3 separate regions of the Mus musculus genome follow, and regions 1 and 3 are each linked to region 2. Evidence: chromatin contacts called from public HiChIP or PLAC-seq data. All regions are on one chromosome and are shown on one strand. Each heading gives the region's core, a stretch centred on a gene start, on an enhancer-like site or on the middle of the called end of the contact. The rest is flanking DNA. Distances are from core to core; before and after follow the strand shown. Region 1 overlaps Tbc1d5 (TBC1 domain family, member 5). Region 2 has its middle 140 kb from the start of Gm41600. Region 3 has its middle 40 kb from the start of C330011F03Rik.

What was found. HiChIP or PLAC-seq counts read pairs in DNA pulled down with a chosen protein or histone mark.
Region 1: an H3K27ac HiChIP or PLAC-seq map of large pre-B cells shows a contact between it and region 2, with 15 times the contacts expected there. The contact joins two enhancer-like sites. A contact is called at or near these places in 1 of 15 datasets of contacts at CTCF or cohesin (large pre-B cells), 5 of 484 Hi-C or Micro-C datasets (cerebellar granule neurons, cerebral cortex, cortical neurons and 1 more) and 1 of 115 datasets of contacts at active chromatin or transcription factors (large pre-B cells).
Region 3: a contact with region 2 is called in a RAD21 HiChIP or PLAC-seq map of pro-B cells, with 18 times the contacts expected there. The contact joins two enhancer-like sites. A contact is called at or near these places in 1 of 15 datasets of contacts at CTCF or cohesin (pro-B cells), 5 of 484 Hi-C or Micro-C datasets (CD4 T cells, CD8 T cells, the HPC-7 cell line and 2 more) and 3 of 115 datasets of contacts at active chromatin or transcription factors (double positive thymocytes, large pre-B cells and thymic regulatory T cells).

The regions. Positions count from the first base shown.
Region 1 is chr17:50,992,028-50,995,651 of GRCm38.p6, forward strand. All of the region lies in intron 3 of Tbc1d5 (TBC1 domain family, member 5), which reads right to left. Among named protein-coding and RNA genes, the nearest start is that of Gm31083, 110 kb to the left of the region's middle. Within about 2 kb of position 1,789, at least 121 of the 459 cell types and tissues checked have an H3K27ac peak or open chromatin away from gene starts, as enhancers often do.
Region 2 is chr17:52,447,452-52,451,171 of GRCm38.p6, forward strand. No RefSeq gene overlaps it. Among named protein-coding and RNA genes, the nearest start is that of Gm41600, 140 kb to the left of the region's middle. Within about 2 kb of position 1,445, at least 26 of the 459 cell types and tissues checked have an H3K27ac peak or open chromatin away from gene starts, as enhancers often do. A contact at or near this core is called in CD8 T cells, double positive thymocytes and pro-B cells, where this site is marked.
Region 3 is chr17:51,406,248-51,410,191 of GRCm38.p6, forward strand. No RefSeq gene overlaps it. Among named protein-coding and RNA genes, the nearest start is that of C330011F03Rik, 40 kb to the right of the region's middle. Within about 2 kb of position 2,249, at least 90 of the 459 cell types and tissues checked have an H3K27ac peak or open chromatin away from gene starts, as enhancers often do. A contact at or near this core is called in CD8 T cells, double positive thymocytes and pro-B cells, where this site is marked.

The DNA.
Region 1 (3,624 bases), core at 539-3,038, 1.5 Mb before region 2:
ATCTAAAAAATTCAAATAGAAACTATTTGCAGGGTATTAACTGCCATTTGTTAACAATGGTAACTAATCTCATTCATGTTTTTTAGTTGATAATTGAATACATTCATTCAATATTAAAAGAATTTTGAATCTAAAGTTTCAAAGTTCATACAAAAAATCCAAGATAAATGTTTTCAAGCATATCATTAATATTACAAAACATCTATCACTATAAATCAAACTCACTGGAACCTTCATACTCAATTAAAAAAATTATGAGTCCTTCAAAATTCCAAGAAGTAATGAATCAGAAAGTATATATAATTTGTAAAATGTATTTTCTATTAAAGAATTGTTACTTTAAAAATAGCTTATAAAATTTGAAACCTATAATTACTTGCATTTACCATTTTATAATGCATAATTATTAACAGAAATGACAAACTTGATAATAATGAAAATTAAAAATTATTATATTATTATATTTTAAAATCTATGACAAACTAATTATCAAATTTAACTATTACTACACACCATAACAGATATCAAAGTAATTGGTTATTGATTTTATACAAACTAACAAATTAGAAGGTATCTAGAAAAATGTTAAGTATGCCCTAATTAATAAATGCATTTTCTAATTCAAGTTTGCATTCATGCAACTGGACCAATGTGTTAACTTTCCTAGGATTTTAAAATTCAATGGCAAGGCAATTGTTAAACACTTCTAGAACTGATCTTACAGAAAACAGAAAGCAAGAAAAATATATTTGAATAAGGAGTTTCATTAGGCTGCCTCAATACAGGCCTTTCCTACTATAAAAGGGCAAGATAGTACAGAGTTTCCTCTACCTTGTATTCTTGCTGAGTCCATTTCAGATTTAACTATAATTTGATCTCTTTGATGGAGAAACCTGTGGAAAATTACTTAAATGATTCTAAAAAACTAAGGTCAAGATGCCCCAGCTAATTTATCTGGGCTTCTGTTACACTACCTGCTTGAGCAAAACGTTATTTATTGTTTTATTAAAACTCCAGTTTATTGTGTATTATAGCTTCTGCCAAACTGCTTGCTTGCACAAAATATCCACCTATAACTGCCAGATGAGATACAGGATAGGGTTTTGCCTTTAAAAGCACTTTGATCTAAATGTCCGATACTACATTTAGGTACAGAATATCTAAGTGTACTCCCAACTAACAGGAATTGACTTTTAACTGACTGTGGGCTATGACATAACTGGTGGACTCCCTGAAGCATTTTAGAGGTTCAGGTTGTGCCCATGCCCCAGTGAGAGCCTTAGAGACTGGATCCCAAAACTGATGGTACCCACAGGAGTAGGAAGGAATACTCTGGCTATAGAGGAGTCCTAGAGGGTATGTACCTTGATTTATCCCAGGCGCTGGGGAAAACCTCTCCCAACAATCACTGTCTAGTACTCTAGAAGCATCTGAATCCAGTTCCCCAAAAGACAAAAGTCATCTGATTCGGATGACTCCAAAGGTTAAGTGTCATCTGCAGGAGGTGACATCTAGGTAGGACACAAGAGGAGAAGACATACAGGAGCATAGATTCTGCATCACAGAACTCACCTGGCCTGTTCAGATACATGAGTGTATGGTAGCCACCCCTGGCTGACTTTACTATGTGTCTCTCAGTATGAGAGATGTGTGTCTATTTCACTTTGTGTGTTTTTGTCAGTTATATTGGTTGGAGAAACAGATCTAAAATGGGGAAGTAGTGAGTCATTGCAAGACTGTAGCCATTACTATCTCTGAGACAGCACATGACTTCCTGAAGGCTCACAGGCCACAGTGGGCTGACCACCCATGCTGCAATATCCTGCTTTCCAGGGGTGAAAGTGGCTGCACAGCAGCTGGCTACTGCCTTTTGCTATGATTACACCAGCAGCTCCCAAGTGTTGCAGCCACCAGTTTCCCTGTAGTAAACAATCGTTCTCTTGTAAAAAGTACTTCCATTCTGGCTTACAACCTGTGCTCTTGTGGTATTGACTCTAAATTACATTTGTCTTGGCCAGGGCACTCAGAGGAAGTCAAAACCTCTGCCTGTTCTCTCAGCCATTCTAGAAGAAATTGATCTATCTCTTCCTGACTGTTTGGTTCTGTCTTACTTAGGTGAATACTGCTCTAGGTGAAAAAAGGTCCTGTTCCCTGTGTGGAAGAGGGCAACAGCCCAGCCTCTCATCCAAGAGAACCCCTGCAGTCTAATCCTAGAGGCTTAAGCAGCTCTGTGTGCCCTGTAAAGTGTTCTAGTCACACTGGGGTAATCTGAGTAATGTGAGTAGTGACTGGGGTGGAAGTTCCACTCATTCATGGTTTATGTCTCCTTCTCTATCAGTGACTTGTATAACTGGAAGACTTAAAACCATTCTGTTTCAGAATCTTTAACTATAGGCTCTTTAACTATACATATAGGCAAATGTGGATGATTGCAGGCAGATCCTGACCACACTGTTTACAGGGTTTATAGTAGTTTTAGTACTGGTTATGTTTTTGTAAAAGACTTATGGCTTACAATTGTGTATGATTTGGTAGCTATGGTAGTGAAAAGCCTTATAACATTCTACAGAATATAACTAGAGAAGTATAGCTTCTGATAAGGAACCCGAATGACATTTTTGAGATGCTAGGATATTACCCATAGCACAAACAGAATGGATTTCGCATGTCTGACCTAAAGGTCATTTCTTCAGTACACCATATGCTTAGCTTGGGTATAAAGGGTTTATTGGCATGAACTCCCTGACTTATATCTCCAAACATGGGATCAAACCAGACCAACCAGGGTGATCATTCCCCAGCATTGAAGGACTATGGAAAACAAAGCACTAGACTTTGTCTTCAGAAAATACTATTCAGAAGCAAGGGGCTTGGGGGGGGGGGGATTGTTGGAAGAACTGATATAAAGTCACAGAAGTCATGGTGTGCTTTCCTGTGAGTTGTAAAGCTAAAAGAAGAGGTTCATAAATTTGTGGCCAGCCTAGGCATTTTGAAAAGACCCTCTCAAAACAACAAGATGAAACTGCCTGAGCCAACCTTTCTAAAAGTAACAAAAGACCAAGAGCTTATGAAAATGGGTTGCATGCATTGCTGCCCCACATTAAGAAAACATGTTCTAATTTTACTCCCTATTTGCATTATATTTGTTTCCAATATAGACATGTTGCACCTCAAGAGTGAGATGCTAAGACAGAAAGTAGGAAACTGTAACCAGTCTAACAGAAATGGAGATATCTTAAAGAGACGCTTGAGTCAACTTGACTATCAAGACTACTGAAACAATGGGCCTCAAACAAATTGGAATTTTCTCAGGAAATTTAATGTTACATAAAGGAAAAGGCAGCAACCAAAAGAGGACCTTTGTTTCCAGGAAAGAGTTTTCTCACAACCCTAACAACCTGTAGATCACCCAATAGGGTGAGACTGGGGATCCGATAGTGGTGGATGGAGCACACCCTGAGTGGGACTGCTTACTTGTGCATATCCTTGGTCCTCTCTTTAAATGTGATCTCCCTTCAGGACACTGAAGACAAACTTGAAACATTTTCTAGATTTTTGTCCCTCTTCCCAATGTGGCCACAGTGAATAAATCTCCTTTCATGAATTCCATATTTAATATGGCTT
Region 2 (3,720 bases), core at 195-2,694:
TGGATGTAGAAAACCTAAAGAGATCAACAAGGCGTAAGGTCCAGTCTTTAACAAGACTCACCCAGCAAAGGGCAATCCAGAGTCCTGCCACTCCTGATTTCTATCAGTCTTTTATTTATTCATTCATTCATTCATTCATTCATTCATTCATTCATTTATTTATTTATATTAGATATTTTCTTTCTATACATTTCAAATGCTATCCCGAAAGTTCCCTATACCCTCCCCCCGCCCTGCTCCCCTACCCACCCACTGCCGCTTCTTGGCCCTGGCATTCCCCTGTACTGGGGCATATAAAGTTTGCAATACCAAGGGCCTCTCTTCCTGATGGCCGACTAGGCCATCTTCTGCTACATATGCAGCTAGAGATATGAGCTCTGGGGGTACTGGTTAGTTCATATTGTTGTTCCACCTATAGGGTTTCAGACCCCTTCAGCTCCTTGGGTGCTTTCTCTAGCTTCTCCATTGGGGGCCCTGTGTTCCATCTTATAGATGACTGTGAGCATACACTTCTGTATTTGCCAGGCACTGGAATAGCCTCATATGAGACAGATATAACAGGGTTCCTTCAGCAAAATCTTTCTGGCATTGTGCAATAGTGTCTGGGTTTGGTGGCTGTTTATGGGATGGATCCCCCGGTGGGTTAGTCTCTGAATAGCCCATCCTTTCATCTTACCACCAAACTTTGTCTTTGTAACTCCTTTCATGGGTATTTTGTTTCCTATTCTAAGGAGGAATGAAGTATCCACCCATTGGTCTTCCCTCTTCTTGATTTTCTTGTTTTGCAAACTGTATCTTGGGTGTTCTATGTTTTTGGGCTAATATCCACTTATCAGTGAGTGCATATCTAATGACTTCTTTTGTGACTGGGTTACCTCACTAAGGATGATATCCTCCAGATCCATCCATTTGTTCAAGAATTCCATAAATCTATTGGTTTTAATAGCTGAGTAGTACTCCATTGTGTAAATGTACCACATTTTCTGTATCAGACTTCTAAAGAAGAAGCTACTGCAACTCTGCAAAAGCTGTTTGGCAGAGGTGATGAGGAAGCCCCACCCAAAGGATGAGCTACAAGACCACCCTGACAAATGCACAGAAGTTGCACATGCCATTCCCATCAAAGCCCACCTGGCATAGGTAGTTCTAATAACAGACTGCAGATTAACAGTGAGACTAGTTCAAATGGCCAAGGTACCAATTATAGAACTGAGGCATAAATACCAAATGGTGACTTTTAGGATGGTTTGTGAAGTGAGCGTGTATTTGCAGGTGCAGCTGTGTCCCTCCTTCACTACAGGAGCTACTCCCCAGTGGCCTTCTTTTTCACTCTCATCATAGCTACACATTGTTTTCAATTTAACTTCCTAAACACCACCGTCTTATACTACAGATCCTTTTTCAAGAGTCGGCCTGTGGTTGTGGTGATTTACACATGTAATCCAGCCACTTGGGAAGCTGAAGCAGGAAGACTGTGGTTTCAAGGTCAGCCTGGGTTACCTCGGGAGACTCTGTTGCAAAACAAAGAAGAATAAAAACAAACTCCCCTGAAACGTTCACTGGTTGTTGTTGGCCCATGCAATAGGGCCTCCCTCAGCAACTTCAATATGCTGCTTGAACCCTTTCACAATTTTCCAAGCACACAAAATAAATGAATGCATAATTTCTTCTTTTATTTTACCAGAACCTGTTATCAAATTTTCGACTGTGAAGCTAATTGAAATGCTATCACTTATTTATTATGTCTTACTCTAAACTCCCAAGGCTAGTAAATTTCCTTCTTTGTGTGTGTGTGTGTGTGTGTGTGTGTGTGTGTTTGTGTGTGTGTGTGTGTTTGTGTGTGTTTGTGTGTGTTTGTGTGTGTGTGTGTGTGTGTGTGTGTGTGTTTGTGTGTGTGTTTGAATTGTGCCTATGAGGCCAGAAGAGGGTGTCTGATCCTCTGGAGCTGAAATTACAGGTGGTTGTGAGCCACTTGATTTGAGGGTTGGGACTAAAACTCTGGCCCTCTGAAAGAGCAATAAACTTTTGGGACTAATAAGCCTCCTCTTCAGCTCCTGTAAGTTTCTTTTACAATTGATTCTAACACAGCTCAAGTTTTATGGATGCTAGAGTATGAAAAAGTACCAGTTTGATAGCACAGGCCCATAATCCTAATACTGGAGAGGAGAGGCTGGGCCAGTAGAATCTTGAGTTACAACCTGGGATAGATATGAAGACCCTTCCTCAGACAAATAAGCAAATATGAATGACAAGTAGACATCATCATTGTTCACGTGATTGATGCCTCTACCTTCTGCCTCTGTCTAAAATAGTTACTGCTACTCTATGGTCGGTCCCCATATTGCCATATTCAAATAAACAAATCCAAATACATAAAACTCTAATCAAATATATCCCACTGCCTTGAGAATCACTTGAGGCTGTTTCTCTTCAATGAGTCACAGAACCACTCCTGCTTGGACACCGCTAGAAACCACTACCTAGCTTCCTGGGACAACAGATGCTTTCATTGCTGGTTGAAGATAGCAAAGTTAAGGGGGAGTTGGCATTTATTGTATTTTCACACCCTCTTTTTGCTACTCCAACCCAGAATCTAACTAGGGAATCTATTGGGCATCCCACAATATGTATTTGTTAACCAAATGAAAACTACAAAATTAATAAACCCGTTTCTAACCCCTCCTTGCCACTTGGTCACTAATAAATTTCATGACATCACAGAACTTACTTAGACCCTTATCAACGTCTCAGTGCCCTAGTGGAAGAGTCAATGGAGCTGATAATCCTTGACATAAGTTCAAAGATCAACTTGGGATGCTAACACTCTTTCTTTTGAAAAAACAATCACTTGAACTTGACCTATTTCAAACACTGTATGTAAGTATTATTACACAGTGATGTGATTGTCAGGTTTTTGTTTTCTTCAAGTCTGTTGGCACAACTGTGAAGTGACATAAAGTACTAGGTACAGAAAAGGGCCTTTAGAAAGCCTCTGACTAAAATGCTAGCAAGCATTCCTGATGTGGTTATTATTCTGGACAACTTTACATTATATGAACAGAATGACTTAGACCAGATACATTATGAAACCAAGGTAATCATGCCTACCTCCTGCATGCTGGAGCCAAAGCAGCCCGTCTTACAGTAAGCAATAGGTGTTACTATAGCAATGTAAAATTACCCAAGAGTGTGACTCAAAACTTTTTTTATTAACTAAAACTTTTATTAATAAAATTAGATTAGAAGCATATTAAGAGTTCAATATTTTAAGGAATCACCCTTAGGAAAAAGGTATATAGTGATTTGTGTTGGCTATACTGCTATATCATGATTAACATGAGCTATCTAGAATCTCAAGCCTCATGACCCTGCAGATTGGATTCAGTCCAATTACTTTCATTAAATATATGTTAGTTTCAGCTGTAGGTGGTATCTGATGTCGGAGAAAGGAGGTCTGCTTAAAGTTTTAAAATGATTGGACTTTATCATTAACTACTATTTGTGAGTTGGGTAGCCACTACACCAAGTTCTCGCACTCTAATTTCTTCAACTGACTGAAAATGGGGACAGTATAAGCCGCCTCCTAATAGACTGTAAAACCAGCAGGATGATTGTGTTACCTGTCTCTTCAATCCATGCTACTTCTGACTAAATTTAACATCAACTATTTATAAGCTATAATTCTGTAAAATACCTATGAATTATGGTAGCATTCCCACA
Region 3 (3,944 bases), core at 999-3,498, 1.0 Mb before region 2:
CCATTAGGAAATGCCACTTTATAGGCTGCTGACCAGCCCTGCTGTCTGGTTGTTTCTGGCTTGTCAGTCAGTGGAGAGTCAGCAACAGCTAGACACTAGTGAGGTCAGATGTATGAGGCTACCCCTTCAGTAAAAAGACAGATGTTTGACACATCCGTCCCATTAGCTGTCTGGTGGCTTTTTTTCCTGGGCTAGCTGCCTATGTGTTGATTTCTTCTAATGGGTAATGAGTTTCCTGAGAGCTGGAACTCTTTTTTGGGGGGTGATGTCTGACAAAGCTTGGACAGACAGTAGGAATTCGGTGATATCATGGGGATGTATGTAGCAGTTCTATGGAGGTGTACCATATGGGTTAGCAGTTCTATGGAGGTGTACCATATGGGTTAGCATGGTGTGGCAAGGGTTGAATGAGGCTGAGAGATGGAAAAGGATCTTCAGAGACCAAGAGTTAGTTGATTTGTTAGAGGAGAATACTCATTGAGAGGGGACACTTAAATGAGCAAGAAGACGAGCATTTTAGGGGCAGAGCCAATGATACCTTGACTTGTTTAAACATAAACTCTATATTTGATTGACAGACTTTCCTGCTCCAGGTACAGATGAACTGCTATTTAGTTTTCTTTTAAAGGTTCTCTTACACTTATATACTTGCACTTGCATGGACTGGTCTACACACCACACACACACACACACACACACACACACACACACACTCAACACAAAATAAGATGAAACGGTTGTGGTAAATCACACTCAACTCAAAGATTTGCTTCCCATACTGCAGAAATGTAGAAGTCCAACGTTAAGAGTAATAAAAATTTATGAAGTGACAAGTTGGACACGGGTGGGTTTATCTGAGGGTTCAGGGGTCTTATTTTAAGGCCAGAGCCCCCAGGTGCTCTTCTTCCTCTTTGCAAGTGACAGTTGTGGTTGCGCAAGGACTTGGGCTGTCCCTGGTGAACTGTTAACCAGGCTGGAACAAGCAGCCACATGTGCCTGTGGATTTCCTCTCAGCTCTACTGAGGAGGCAGCAGATGGTGTTGGGGGGAGCATGGTGGCTGTTGGCTGGGCCAGCTTTTGAGTAGTGCTAATTCTGACTTCCGCCCTCCATCTTCCACACATTGTTTTTGATTTCTGTCTGATAATTCTCCTTTGGACACACATTTTGTCTGGGGGAAGGGGTTGGACAAGATGGGTCTCTAGAACTGGACGTCATCCTACTTTTCAATGACTCCTAATCGGGAGGATGCTTTTATACTTGGTCTTTGGGGAGCATCAGAGGCCACTTACTTTTCCCCATTTGTACTGATAAAAGCTCACTGGTGACACAATGAATTAGACAGCCATGTTTAACCTCTTTAGGGTCACTGCCAATCTGAGAAGGTCTTTAAACTGCTTTTCCTCTTGATAGAACACCATACTACATTGATTCTGACATTGATTGCACCCTGGACAAAGTCACAATGACTTCTTATAGCTCAAGGATAAAGTCTCTATTCCATTCTGCCTTCCCCAGTCTGGACTTTTCTTCTTAGCCATGTATCCCATTTTCTGCACCAACAAGACGGGTGAACTCACTGTCTCAATGCCCATAAATCCCATCCATGGTGTGCCCTGTACAGAGCTCTGAATGCTGGTCACACATGTTTATTTTCCTCTCTGAACTCACTAGTGGGAGCTGGTGGGAGCTAACCCACCCCAACCTTCTAGTGATCCCTTCCAACCTCTTTTAGCAAATCCTTGAACACCTTATCACCATCACCATGTCCTCATCTGGGCCTATCTCTCAAGCTTTGATAATTTAAGTTCTCCTCCCTCAAGGAAGACTATAAGCTCCTAGAAGGCAAAGATATCTGACCCATACCACAGTGCTCTGCAGGTCAATAAACAACTAAAGTGTATTATGAAGAACCCAACTAGTATAGAAGGAATTATAATTTTTCTTAAAGATGACCTTGAAGATCTCACACTTGAAAATTCCAATAACACCAGCAATCTGTGTACTTGAAATCGATAAACTTAGTCATGAGTAGACTTTTGTACCAGCCTGGTTTGGAACACACAGTCAGTGTTCCAAACGCACGGTGGGAGGAACCTCTCCAAGGGTCGCAGAAACGGGGCTGTGTTCCTATCGCTGCTGTAAACTAGCTCTGGTGTTGCCCATGAGTGAAGCTGTACTCTTGGAAGCTCTGATCTCTCATCTGTGTGAAGCAGAGTATACTCAGCCTAGATAACAGAAAGACAGGATGAGGCTGGGCCATAATGGTGTGTGGCTCATGCTGTTGTCTAAGTTTAAACCTTGATGCCTGTTTCCTGTTTTCTCTCCATGACACTGCCCCTCCCCCTCCTATTCCCCTCCCCCTCTCCCTTCCGTTTCCCTTTCACTTTAAGTGTCAGCAAGACTGATAGCGATCTCCCTTTCTTTTCATTTCTTCTCTTGTTCTAACCACACTTCAGTGTGTCCTCTTTAGATAAACATTTCTCCTGCCACAGGTGCAAAATGTACACACAAGCTTCAGTTTGTAGCACTTCCAGGATTTTTCACTAAAAATGGAGGTGCGGTGGGGTGGTGGGGTGGTGGGGGGACTCTTTGACCCATGAATACATTTTCTTGTAATTAAACAGTGTGTCTCCACTAAAGAGTGCCAAGCTTTTCATAAGCATGGCTCCACTCATCTCTCATCTCCTGTCAGCTATTAGGGCTTTAGGGTGTGGCTGAGAAGATGTCCATTGAGCCAACCCATGGGACGACTGGGAAATTGAGACTTGGAGCACTCAGCAATTTGTCCTAGGGGTTTGACTGTGCCTTGTAGAGTTGGGGAGTGAAACGTGGGGCATGAGTTTCTGGCCCCTTCTCTAACTGCAAGCAGGGAAACAAGTCTGTGCAGGGTCTCAGGAAGAGAACCGATCCCAGTACAGGCACGAAAGGGTGCTGCCTGAGGATTAGGGAGTGATGAGTGAGGCTGGCCTTAGGATCTGACTGGAGACAGGCGAAGGAAAGAGGATTTCTCTGATTGAAGACCTTTCTAGACAAAGAAAAGGGAAAGCTTCCATTCTTCAAGACAAAAAGAGGTTTAAAAATACATATACAGGCCACTTTTAACTGTGTGGTGGTGTCCAGTGCTAACTACCAAGCTGCATTTATATGCTTCCGATATCCCAGCATCTCTCTGAGGTCTAGTTAGAAATGGATTTATCAGGAAGCTAATAGAGCTTAAGTACCTACCTGTACCCCTTAAAACTCTGGAACGCCTTGGTAATCGGCTCACATGGTATCGCTTGCAGATTGTGAAAGTAGGGATTTCTCGTTTTTTCTTGCTTTTGTCAAGAAAGTAAAATACATTAGACTTTTGTTGTTCATTTGATACATAACTTTAAAGGTACTTAGTGTGTGGGCAATATGCATTCTTGTTTCAGATGCTAATAAATGAGCTGTATTTCATTTCAACTTGTATTTTTTTAAGAGCACTCCCCATCTTGTTCCAAACATTTAGAAATTAATCCCTAGAATCAGCATTTCCCAAAAATACCAAGTTGTTTCTCCTGGCAAGGACACATGTAGGGCCTCTGGCTGGCATCGTGAGGTACAGGTAGAGGGCCGTTGTGTGAGTGTTCTGTCTTCCTTGCTGTCTCTCTCTCTCTCTCTCTCTGTGTGTGTGTGTGTGTCTGTCTCTGTCTCTCTCTCTGTCTCTGTCTCTCTCTCTGTCTCTGTCTCTGTCTCTCTCTCTCTGTCTCTGTCTGTCTCTGTCTCTCTCTCTCTCTGTCTCTCTCTCTCTCTCTCTCTCTCTCTCTCTCTCTCTCTCTCTCTCTGTGTCCTGCTGCCCTCCTCTGGGTTTCTTTTCTTCTCCCCCACCTCAAAGCCTGCAAGTCTGAACCACAGGCATCCGCTAACAGCATCACAAGGCTCTTGCTGGGAGACCTCCTCAGGATGGGTCAAGGTCAAG